Regions from separate parts of the Sus scrofa genome. Here region 2 is linked to region 1. A link is a contact called in public Hi-C data. All regions are on one chromosome and are shown on one strand. The core of a region is the stretch at or near the end of the contact, and the rest is flanking DNA. Distances in the headings are between cores, read along the strand shown. Region 1 overlaps GULP1 (PTB domain-containing engulfment adapter protein 1). Region 2 has its middle 21 kb from the start of WDR75.

What was found. Hi-C and Micro-C count contacts between places; a contact is called where the count stands out from the background.
Region 2: a contact with region 1 is called in a Hi-C map of omental adipose tissue, with 3 times the contacts expected there. The contact joins two enhancer-like sites. A contact is called at or near these places in 1 of 5 promoter capture datasets (fetal skeletal muscle), 18 of 47 Hi-C or Micro-C datasets (alveolar macrophages, brain, embryonic fibroblasts and 10 more) and 1 of 2 datasets of contacts at active chromatin or transcription factors (skeletal muscle).

What each region holds. Positions count from the first base shown.
Region 1 is chr15:93,192,200-93,198,438 of Sscrofa11.1, forward strand. All of the region lies in intron 4 of GULP1 (PTB domain-containing engulfment adapter protein 1), which reads left to right. Among named protein-coding and RNA genes, the nearest start is that of GULP1, 210 kb to the left of the region's middle. Within about 2 kb of position 3,737, at least 5 of the 83 cell types and tissues checked have an H3K27ac peak or open chromatin away from gene starts, as enhancers often do. A contact at or near this core is called in omental adipose tissue, where this site is marked.
Region 2 is chr15:93,956,529-93,962,767 of Sscrofa11.1, forward strand. It overlaps a transcript of COL5A2 not described here. Among named protein-coding and RNA genes, the nearest start is that of WDR75, 21 kb to the right of the region's middle. Within about 2 kb of position 3,768, at least 26 of the 83 cell types and tissues checked have an H3K27ac peak or open chromatin away from gene starts, as enhancers often do. A contact at or near this core is called in omental adipose tissue, where this site is marked.

The DNA of each region.
Region 1 (6,239 bases), core at 2,487-4,986:
TGGCATTGCTGTGGTTCTGGAGAAGGCTGGCATCTACCGCTCCAATTAGACCCCTAGCCTGGGAACCTCCCCATGCCGCGGGTGCGGCCCTAGAAAAGACAAAAAACAAAAAAACTGAGAAAACTGCTCAGAGGAAGCAAGGTGGGGAGCTAGAACATATAGGAGTTTTGTAACAAAGGGCAGCCAGTAGGAATAAAAGATTGCTGTTAACAGAAGACATCTAGATCTCTCAAGGAATTTAGCACTTTTGCTTTTCTGTATGAGAACATGCAAGGTCTGGGCTCGCTGAAATCTTTCCTTTGATATGCACCTCAGTTATCTCGGGCCAGTATCCTATGTTTTCACATCCTGAATTTCTTCAGGGTGCACTGTCCGGGAGTGGCTGCAAGTCTGATGCAGGTATTCTTTGTTTCCTTCCTGAGTTCCTTCAGGGTTCATCTGCTCAAAGGTGGCTTCAATCAATGAATGATGACTGTGACAGCCTTTGTTTAGTGATACAGCAGATAATATTTTACTTCTCAACTAATATTAAGGATCTAACTTTCTTTATTTTCCTGAACATTAAACATTATTGTTTGCGGCATTATTCTCTTTCATCTCCCTCTGCAACATGGCAGCTACATGGGGTCCCCATGATTCTGGCACTCCTCAGCCCTTCCACTGAGACCTCAGTGCCAAGGTCTCCCTAACCCACACCTTCTACCCAGAATTCTGCTTTCCTAAGCTTCACTTGAAATACGCTACTGTTGAATCTGCTTCCCTAGCTGACTCACCAGGGGAATTTGAACTCAATATGTTTGAGTACATGTTTCATTTCTTCCTTTCATTCAAGTCTCTATTAAAACATCACCTTTCTCCATGTCCAGCTATAATGGAAAAAAATTAAAAAAAAAACAAAAAATAAACCATCACCTTTTTAGAGAAGACTTTCCTGATCACGCAGTCTTAAATATTACACTTTGCAAAGTCTATGCTATTATTTATGTTATTTTAACTTATGCCATCTAAGATATATCTGTGATCTAGACATGAACATAGAAATAAAGATGAATGGATAGATACATACATACATACATAGACAGACAGATACACACATATGTACAAGACACAGGTATGCTCACTAGGACATAAACTCCACTAGAACAGTAACATTTTCCCCTTGTTTTACACTCAGCACTTAGTAAATGCTTGACTCGTAAATACTCAGTGTTTTGGGTTTTTTTTTTTAAGGAATAAATGCACATGTCCAATATCAACTTGTTACCATTTGGGGGCTTAATTTATTTTCTATTTCATCATCCTTTTTTTTTTTTTTTTTTTCTTTTTAGGGCCACACCTGTGACACATGGAGATTTCCAGGCTAGGGGTTGAATCAGAGCTGTAGCTGCCGGCCTATGCCATTGCCACAGCAACACCAGATCCAAGCCATATCTGTGATCCACACCACAGCTCAGGCAAGGCGGATTCTTAACCCACTGAGCGAGGCCGGGGATCAAATCTGCATCCTCATGGATACTAGTCAGATTTGTTTCCGCTGAGCCATGACAGGAACTCCACCTTCGTCCATGTCCATTTTAAACAGTCATATCTCCCCGAGGCTTAGAAAGAAAAAGCAAAACATCCCCCAGCTCTTCTCCCAGCTGTCACTCACTGAAGCAACCATTTGCAACTCATTGTTTTCTTCTTTATTCTTGGATAACCTGCTCCACTGCTATGCCTTGACTTGTCATACTTGCAGTGGTTATCTACACCCTCTGTCATTCCTCCCTGTTTCCTGGGTTCCATTGCTTCTTCTGCTTTATTTTATGCACTCCCCACTTTTGTGACAGAGAACCAGGGCATGGGAGTTTAAATTTTCAGTCCCTTCCACATCTCTGTGTGTATTTTTTCTCTCTTCGTAATCCGTAAACTTGGCTCTAAATCTTTTCTTCCTTAGAATTTGAAGTTATTTTTCTTCCATTGTGGCTGACACAAAGTCTGATGTCATTCATATTCCTGGTCCTGTGTGTTTTTTTCTGTTTCTCTCTGGGATCTTTCGTGGGCTTTTCTCTATCTTTAGTGTGTTAATGATGAGCTTAATATCTTGTGCTTGTCTATATGTTTTCACTCATTACAATGGTGTAATCTTGAGCCCTTTAGCCTGAAATTTCATATCTTTGTTTCTGGAAAGGTGCTACATAATTTTCTTCCTTCAGTTTTTATAGTTCCCTATTTCTAGAACTCTATCTGGCTTGGATGTTGGATCTCCTAGAACAGTGGTTTTCACATTGAAGCTTGCATCAGAATTTCCAGGAGAAGATATTAAAATAGATTGCTGGACCCTCCCCAGAGTTTTCTGATTCAGTAGAATTTGTTATTTATAACAACTTCTCAGATAATGCTGATAGTACTATTCCAGGGACCAAATTTTGAAAAATGCTGTCCTAGACCAATTCTCTAATAGTTATATTTTTAATCTTCTTTTAAAGTATCTGGCTTTTGCATTTTCTGTTCCCTTGACCTGACTTGCCTTCCCTCATGCATCTAGATGCATCACTGCCTTTTTGGTTGGTTTACACTTCACTTTATCAGTGAGGTCTCCACCCATCCTGTTTGAAATGGCCTAACTCACAGATGCACTCACATGCTTTGCACTTCTGTTCCTCTCTTCCTTCTTTCTCTCTCTCAAGTAATATATAATTCACTTATTTATATAACATTGCTTGTGTTTGGCTCCCTCCACTAAGGTGTAACATCTGTAAGGGCAGGCAGTTTGCTTTGTTTCCTTTTCTGCTGTATCCCCAATTCCTAAAATAGTACTTGATAAATAGTAAGGACCCAATAATTACTTCCTGGTGAATTTCCTCAACTTTATCTTCTAATATCCTTTTTACTTTTTAAGTTGCCTGCATCATATTTTTAATCTCGGTGAGTTCTTTGTTGTTCTCTAAATACTGCTTTTTATATTATCCTGTTTTTATCATGGATGAAATATATTTATATTGACTTTGGATTTTTAGTCATCTTTTTTTTGTCCCTGCTTTCTCTCTGATTCCTTCCTGCTCTACTGTGTTCCTGTTTCTTTGTTTTTCTCCCTATTTTTTTTGTGTGAGTAGCTTTCCTCAAGTATACACACATATGTGATACATTTTGCTGTTGAAGCCTGACTCAAAAGCTTGCTAGCAATTCTGTGTACCTGGGCTTGTCAGCTGGTAGCAGCAGCTCAGGTGGCCCATATATTTCATGTAGAAACCCCAGCGGTCAGCAAGCATTGTCCTTTGAGGGGAGGCACTTGCCCTAGGGAAGAATCCTGGTCTTTAGGGGCTTAGAGGGCTAACAGCCAGTCTTCTGGGAGACAGGCTGGGAAAGTGGTCCAGTGGGTGTTCAATTCTGCATGTGGACATTGGCTCTTTTTCTTTGTTTCAGTGGGATGCTTCGCCTCTGCTCTTAGTCAGGCTGAGCATTTCCACAACTCCCCTGGCCGTGTTTTTCCAGCTAGTTAACAGCTCTGTTGGGATGGGATGAATTAATCCCTTGGCCATGGCTTGATTCATTTCCATTTTTTCTTTCACTCTTTGGGCCCCAGGCAGAGTGGGAAAAAATGAAAACTAAAGTCCTACGACTAACCTGTACTGGGTACAAGCCTTTCGAGAGCACTTACGACAAGAGTATTTCAGTGTTTGTAAGTTTTGTATACTAGATTATATGTCCCTGAGTGGAAGTGTTTAAGCGTTTAACAGCGTGTTAAGCCAGTTTCTCCCAGAATTACACCCAGAGACTAAGATTTAGGGGCAAGTGATTTGTTGAGGGAGTGCCCCCAGGAGCAACAAGCAGGACAGAGCAGGGGAAGAAAGCCCCAGCCTCAGCCTGATTCTAAGGGAAGCTCTGCATCATGATATTATGCCTTAGAGTTTACCCCACTTTCAAGCAAAGGACCAGGCCTCTGTGCTTCCACACCAGTCATTGGCTCAGGAATGTTGATATGGAGGGAAGCAAAAAAACTTCCAGGCATTTCTAGCTCTCAAGACTGGCAAGGTTATCTCATTGCCTAAAGGGAAATCCTCTGAAGTCTTGGGTGTGAGCCATTACCAGCAAAGCCTGGGGAAGCTGGAAGATGTGCCCCAGCGGTGATAAAGAGGGTCCAAGGAAAGCTGAGCAGGCACCACCAGTATCCACTAAATTCTAGTGTCTTCCCGAAACAGTCATTACATAAAACAGTGGCATTCCCTCATAATTTTAAAGCACTTTGCAGTTTACAGGATTTTTTTTTCTCATCTCTTATTATAATTACTCTGCAGAGCAATTTTATAAGGGAGAAGAATAATCTTATCTTTATTTTTTAAGAGTCAAGTAAGGCAGAGATTGTGACTTTCTTAACATCTTCAGATTCTAAGCCTAGAGTTTATTCCAGCATGCTGCATCAGACTCAAGAGTCTTGCAGATACTTTATACAGACATGGAAGGCATAAAAATATGAACTTTTTAATCCAAGTATCATGACCTTTATAACTTAAAAATGCAGGAAATATTATAAGGAATAATCTGCTCCTCAGTTTTTTAAAGTATTTCCATTCAATTCATCCAACAGGACATAGAACATCTAGGTGGCAAAGTCCATATTAGATATCTTTTTAGTTTAGTTCTTACCATCATTCAAGGCTTCTCCCTGTGCTTTATTTTCAGACAGTTTAATTAAAGCCAGTGTGAAAGAAACGCATTAAAAGTTCCTGGAGCACTACAAGAAGTTGATTCATTTAGAATGTTCTTGGAGCTCTTCCATAATTTTCCCATATGGGCCTATTTACATGTAACACTAATGACTCATGACATTACTGCCAATGTACGAATATCTTTCCACAAATATTTCCAGTAACTTTTACAGTCTGTTATCAACAGATCACATACTTCTTTCTTGTAGTTCAAGAATCACTTATCAGTATAGGGTCTGCTTTTGCCTCCCTGTACCACTAACACTAGACCACCCACCAATGGGGAAATTCTCCGTGATATGATAAATTCAGGACATTGAGAACAGGAGTTTGCTCCATGGATTTACTCAGAACTAAATAGTGTCTATTGTGTTAGCTCTCCTTCTGTCACTTGAACCCTTTATCCTTTCTGGATGATCTGAAGCAGTGCTTTTCAAATCTGGTGGCATGTTAAAATCATCTGGGGAGGTTTAAAATACACAGATGCCCTGGCTCCTCCCCAGACTAATTAAACCAGAGTCCCAGGCACTGGTCTAAGTTTAAAGCTCCCATGTGATTGTATAATGCAGCCAAAGTTGAATACTTTGACCTGAAACAGAAGAAATGTAATGGGTCCATTGGTGTCAGGAATTGATTTAGCATCTCTTATATCTTAGTAGCAGTTTTTCAGTGTCTAAAAGCTGAGAATTTCTCCATTTATTTTGGTCTTTTTTTGCAAGCCTGGTAACCAACTTAAGGTCACAGTGGGGCAAACCAGTGCCTAATGATATATTACATCTAGACGAGGTAGCAGTTGTTTTGGCATAGTTTGCACATATAACAAAAAGAAGCTGTTGTACCTTATCAAATCTTAAGACTGAATCTTTTTGGCCTTAATGCTTCTGGGCTTCACTCTCTCTCCATGAGGTCATCGGAAAGGGATCAGCGTTATCGCCTGTATTTCCAGCTCACCATTTCTATCTACCTTCCACTATTCTCCTGACCTCTTACTATTTTCTCAGTCTGTACCTTAGACTTTAGTACCAGGAATCACCTGTGATGCTTTTAGAAATAGAACTCCCTAGCCCTACCCTTATTAGACCAAAGAATCTACGTTGTTCGTTTTAACCGACTATAGAGAGCCCATTTTGAAAAACAACTCTAATTTCTTTAGTTGTCATTGTTAGTTTTTCAAGAATGCAAGAAGGAATAAAATGCGATTTTAAAAAGATACCCTGACATTACTATTTTGCTCTCTTCCGTTTTGTGAGTTAACACATAAAAAAGACTCTACTCAATTATTTGATGCAAAGTGTATACAAATACATATTCATGCATATATCTATTTATATAAGAAGTGATGAATTCATGACTCACTTTGGTGTCATAATTGGTAGTATGTGACAAGAAAAAAAGTCTTTGGGAAATTATATATGCCTAGTGAATTTAATGATTATTTGCTATTTATATAGGAATATTCCATAAAATAAAATATCTGTATTTCAGTTCTAATTGGTCATAAACATTTCATTACACTAAAAACCTCCAATGATATTTTAAAACAATAAAATT
Region 2 (6,239 bases), core at 2,518-5,017, 760 kb after region 1:
GCTATAGCTCCAATTCAAACCCTATCCTGGGAACCTCCATATGCTGCAAGTGTGGCCCTAAAAAGAGAAAAAAAATACACACACACACACACACACACACACACAAACTAATCTTTTTATCACCAGCCTAACTTTAAATTATCTTTCTAACAACTGGATAAAAGCCCTACAAGATATAATCCTTACCTCTCTACTCCCCTGACCTCATGTTAACCTGAACCACAGTGGAATTAGTGATGAAAGGCACTCCATGTAAAGCCAGACACAATCATTTAATCACATTATTCTGAGTTATCCAGGAATATATGAAAACCTATCAGCTATTTTGATGTAATTAACTGAATTATTTATTCAACTGGTCCTCTTGACTTTGGTTATTGAAGCCCAGCCTGGAAACAAAGGAAAGTGAAATAACTGAGGGTGTCCATGATGTGAGTACCTTACGAGTTTAATTTTCATGACTACAGTCATTTACTTGAAAATCAGGATGAATCCATTCTCTTACTTAAAGTGGTTTTTATACAATTTTCACATCACTGCATTGATTCTTGTTTAGTGATATACTTCTTTCTGAAAATCATCAGTATTTCTTTGTTTCAACAGAAAATTACACCCACAAAATGACACAGGATAGATTCTTCTCACAGAATTATAGAATACCCCTTCATTTAATTGATTTCTTTATATCCACTCAATGCCAGGACATCTGCCCTAATCAATCAGAAATGCTAGTCTATTTATTCAATTAGCATTGTCCATCTTACAGAATTGTGTAAAAGGTTAATGAAACAAGGAAATTATCTTTAGGTTTTCCTTAATACTTTCTATGATAAGTCCTAGAAATGAGAGATTCTACTTCTAATTGGGAGGCAAAGTGGGAAACCTTAAGTAATTGGAACAATTCGGGTTAAAACTAAACTTAATTCCTTAAAAACTATTAATTTTACCCTAAAAATAGAACTATTTAAATGTAAAAAATAAAAATACAGACTTTAAAAGACGTCTTTACAAGACTGAATTTATTTGTGACTAAATTATTAGACAATTATTTTTTCAAGTGACTTCCATAAATGAAATTACCGAAGTTTATTTATGATCTTTCAAACAGAGAAGCTAAAGAATGCCATAATAATTTTCTACCCACTCCCTAACCACAGTTTGATGAGAACTTTAAAACAGAAAATAGAGCACTTAGAATCTATTTGTTTTAGAATTATAATTCAGGCTGAAAAAAAAAAAGAGCAAATTAAATTTCAGGTATTAATGTAAGAGAACAATATGAATGTTACCCTATTAACCTAAAAGTATATTTTATTCTGATCCAATAGAAAAATAAGATATATAAAATATTCTTGGGGCAAACTTCCAAAATCCATATATATCCCAACAAATACCACAGTCCCACAAATAACACCATTTATTTCCATGTAACTAAGACTACAGTGCCAAGACCAAAAGATGTATATTTGGGAATAAAACAATACTAAAAGCAGAAGTGGGAAAATTCAGCTTATTTTTATAAAATAGAAAATAGTATTATGCATCAAAAAAAGACAAAAAACAAAATAAAAATAAACAGAGAGCTCCTGAAACATTTCCATCAGTGATTTTAAAAGCTAGACAAAATAACATAGAATTTGTTTTTTGAACATAAGTTTCTCCACATATTTCAATGTGGCTTTACTTTGTTAGGAAAATACTATCCAGAAGTAACTTCTACTACATTTAACCTATACTAGAGCTATCATTTAGCCATCTAAGTTGGCCATTAATAAAGACCAAATTATCAATTAATTATCAACACAGCATTATAATTATACAATGCATAACACATATTTTCACTTAAGTTTTGCTTCTTAATCTAGAAGTTAAATATCTATGGACTTGAAGAAATTACATATAAAGACAAATTCAAGGAGGCTTTTAATGTTTATATAACAAAGCAAAAACTATGTGAATATACATGGAACTGCATAAATTTCTAGTCAATTTTTACATATTTATTGATACATGTAGCAGGTACTCACTAATTTTAAGAACATCATCTGTTAAGATATCTATCAAGTTTTTACTATGCAGAAAAAAGGTTATATATTATTGCCTTGAAATAACATAATTCAAAACTTTATCACAAATAAAACATATCAAAAATTTAAAACTATAATCACTACTTTTTTTTTTTTTTCTTTTTTACGGCCGCACCTGTGGCATATAGAAATTCCTAGGCCAGAGGTCAAATTGGAGCTGCAGCTGGGGCCTACGCTACAGTCACATCAACACCAGATCCAAACCACATCTGTGACCTACACTGCGGCTTGCAGCAACACCAGATCCTTAACCCACTAAGCAAGGCCAGAGATCAAACCCACATCCTCACAGACACTATGTCGGGTTCTTAACCCACTGAACCACAACAAAAACTCCTATAATTACTAATTTTTGATTTGAAAAACTTATGGTTTCCAAATGAGACAGGTTGAGGGGTGAGGGGATGCACTGAGGTTTTAGGATGGAAATGCTATAAAAATTTGGTTGTGATGATTGCTGTACATCTATAAATGTAATAAAGTTCATTAAGTAATTAAAAAAAAAGACTTTGCATTTGTATTTCCAAACATTTAGGCATAATTAAATCTGGTCCTCACCCCTTCTTTCAATTCTTCCTCGCCACCTAATTACTACCTCCATATATCCATAAGAAAACCAAGCTAGAGCCTGATGTGCCACAAACCCATCATACTAGTGTTCATTCCATTCTGCTGCCTTGAAAATCTGCTTTTTCCTTCACTTCCTGGAGGAGTTCCCCTCTATCATTCAACACCTATCTCCAATATTATCTCCTCTATAAAATCTTTTTTAGTTCCCCTAGTGTATGGGCTGGTTCTTCTGTGGTGTTAGAAAATTTTAAGTTGTGCCTTTTTCCTAAGTTACATTAAATGTTCCTAAAGAAAGGCTCTAGGAGTTCCCATCATGGCTCGGTGGTTAACGAATCCAACTAGGAACCATGAGGTTGCGGGTTTGATCCCTGGCCTTGCTCAGTGGGTTAAGGACCCAGCTTTGCCATGAGCTGTGGCATAGGCTGCAGAAGCGGCTTGGATCCCATGTTGCTGTGCTCTGGCATAGGCTGGCAGCTGCAGCTCCAATTAGACTCCTAGCCTGGGAACCTCCATGTGCCATGGGAGCGGCCCTAGAGGTTCTATCTTAATCCTCTTTGACCCTAGTATAGTATCTTTGAAAAGAGACAGGAAGGAAGATTTTAAAAAGAAAAATGAAAGTAGTTAATAACAAGTAATTCTACTTTTTTGGAAAATTAATTGGAAGCACAAGTTCTGTGTGGGTTAGAACCCTATAAACTATCATCACCATAAATCAGATTATTCGAAGGCTTTCAGATACAGTACTTAAATATGTGACACCACAACAGTGAGAAGGTACATAGGTGCTACACAAAGATCTGCCTTTATTACAGCTAATCTTTAGGAAAATAAAAGTTCAGAGTTATTATTAAATGATAATATCAGTGAGATTTAGTTTGGTTTTAAGAAAACTTGTATTATTAGAGTGAATAGCTTCCTAATTAAAGAATAGCTATACAAAGCTTACAGGAAAGGGAAGAAAATCATACGATTATTAAGAAGGGAGTTTAAAGCAAAATCCAACATTCATTTGGGGCACTGTTTCCCAGGAATGAGCTGCTACTCACTAGTGGGGTCAAAGACACTAGATGGTTCTCCAGAGGCCCTTTTCTATTCAAAAGGGCTTTCAAAATAAAGTGGGGGTAGAATAAGAGGCTAGGGAGCTGTTCCTTCGTGCACCAAATGCATTCTCAGAGTACAAACATCTGTTTCAGTTTACATACTTTTAAGTATGACTTTACACATGGAAATTAAACTTAGGCAACACGCCTGGGAAGCCTGTCTGCCAAAGAACTTCATGTACCATCAACAGCTGGAATTTGTATAGGTCTACATTCTACACAACATAATACTGTGAGCTACCAATGACCACATCTCAAACCTAAATGTCAAAGAACAGCTTCTAAAGCTCATAAAGTTTTTCTATTAGAGAAAAATAAGACAGTGATGGAAGAGGAATCTAATTTGAAAAAAATATAGAGGAGTTCTAGAACTTAAAGAGATGCTTTTGTAAATAAAGACATTAAAAGATCCAAAGATCTTTTTTAATGTTTCTATACTAAGAAATGTTCATTCCATAATATTCCAATAAGATTACCTATTAGTTAGATATTAAAAATATTTTTCAATGTGCTAATAGTATAATTATAATTTCTTGTAGGCCGAAGTAGAATATAAAACCTGCAAAAATAATGATGTATCTTTGGTGCCACCATGTGGTATATCTGTATTTTTACAGTGGTTGTGTGTGTGTGTGTGTGTGTGTGTGTGTGTGTGTGTGTGTGTGTGTGTGTGTGTGTGTGTGTATGTGTGTATGTAATAATGTTCATACCTAGTAAGTTATCATCAGTTCTCTGGCATGCTAATACTGTTAAATACGTTTAAAACATAGGGTCTGTTCCCAGATAATTTACATACTAATGAATCATCAACCAATATACAGTAACTAGGAACCCACAATGCAGGAAACATTGCATTATGATATCTAGAAGATCAATATACCGTCTTGCCCTCAGAGGGCATACATCTGTTAATATCAAAACAAAAAAAATCAAGTATTAATGTGAAACAACTCAAGAGCTATTATATAACTAGATCGCAATAAATGGTAAAGAAATGTTTTTAAGTGCTCTGATTGGAAAGTAAGAAGACAAATGAGAGTATTTGTGGAAGAGACTGAGAAGTTTTGAAGCTCTTAGGAAGGATTAGTTATGCAGAATGAAAATAAGAGGGCATTTCAGAAAACAATATTAAATAAAGGTACAGATCTAGAATCATCACGGAATGAATGCTAGGAGGTCTACACTCACAGTGAGGTTCATAGAGCCAAGAAAAATAATATACATTAGAAAAATAAGTTAGAACAAGTTGCATCAGTCTTTCATGGCCAGATAAGAAGCCTAGATTTTTGCCTATAGGTCATAAGGGATCATTGATTCAAAATATCATGCTTTTATTTCTCTCTGAGGATATAATCATATGAATGTCCGTGAGTTTACATGAAAATAATTTATTGCCCAAATGAGAATAATCACAAGCTCAGAACCTTTAATCCCTCACTCTGAGTAAGTAATTTGAGGTTACAGAGCCCTGAAACCAAAATCAACCAGTAAATCACTCCAGGCGGGTGGAAATTAATAAATAAATATTTTAAAGGATGACGACTGGGTCCAAGGAGATGTAAAACCTTATTTCTAATATTTTACTTAGATCTTCTGTTCTTAAGATGCTTGATTATACCATAACATAGTGATCACTTTGTGTGTCCATATTCCTCAACATGAGATCCTTAAATCCACTGTCTTAACTTTGTATCCCTAGGATCTAAGACATTGTCTTATATTAAATATTTAATGTTTGTTGAATTAGGAAACAAAATGCGTTATTAAAAAGATAAAATGGGAGTTCCCTTGACGCACAGCTCTTTAAGGATCTGGCATCACTGCTGCAGCTCAGGTCACTACTGTGCCTCAGGTTTGATCCCTGGCCTGGGAACTTCCACATGGTGCGGGCACAGGCAAAAAAAAACAAAAAGATAGAGAGAGAAAGATAAAATTATACAGCTATCGGAACAGCTGAAAATCCAAAATCCAGAACACTGACAACAACGAATGCTGGCAAGAATGTGGAGCCACAGGAATACTCATACATTACTGGTGGGATCTCAAAATGGTATATAGCACCTTTGGATTCTGGAGGTTTCTTACAAAACTAAACATACTGTTACCATAAATCTAACAATCATATTCCTTGGTATTTATTCAAATGAGTGGAAAACTTATAACTATACAGAAATCTACACATGGATATAATAGCAGCTTAATTCATAACTGCCAAAAACTTGCAACAAAGATGTCATATCCTCAGTGAGTAGAATGAATAAACTATAGTATACACAGATAATGGAATATTATTATTCAGCACTAAAAAGAAATGAGCTAGCAAGCCATGAAAAGAAATGAAGGAAACATATGAATACTACTAAAGCAAAAGAAGCTAATCTGAAAAGGTTACTTATTGTATGATTCCAACTAATGACATTCTAGAAAGGCAAAACTATGGATGGAGACAGTAAGAAAATCAGTGGTTTCCAGGAGGGGAGAA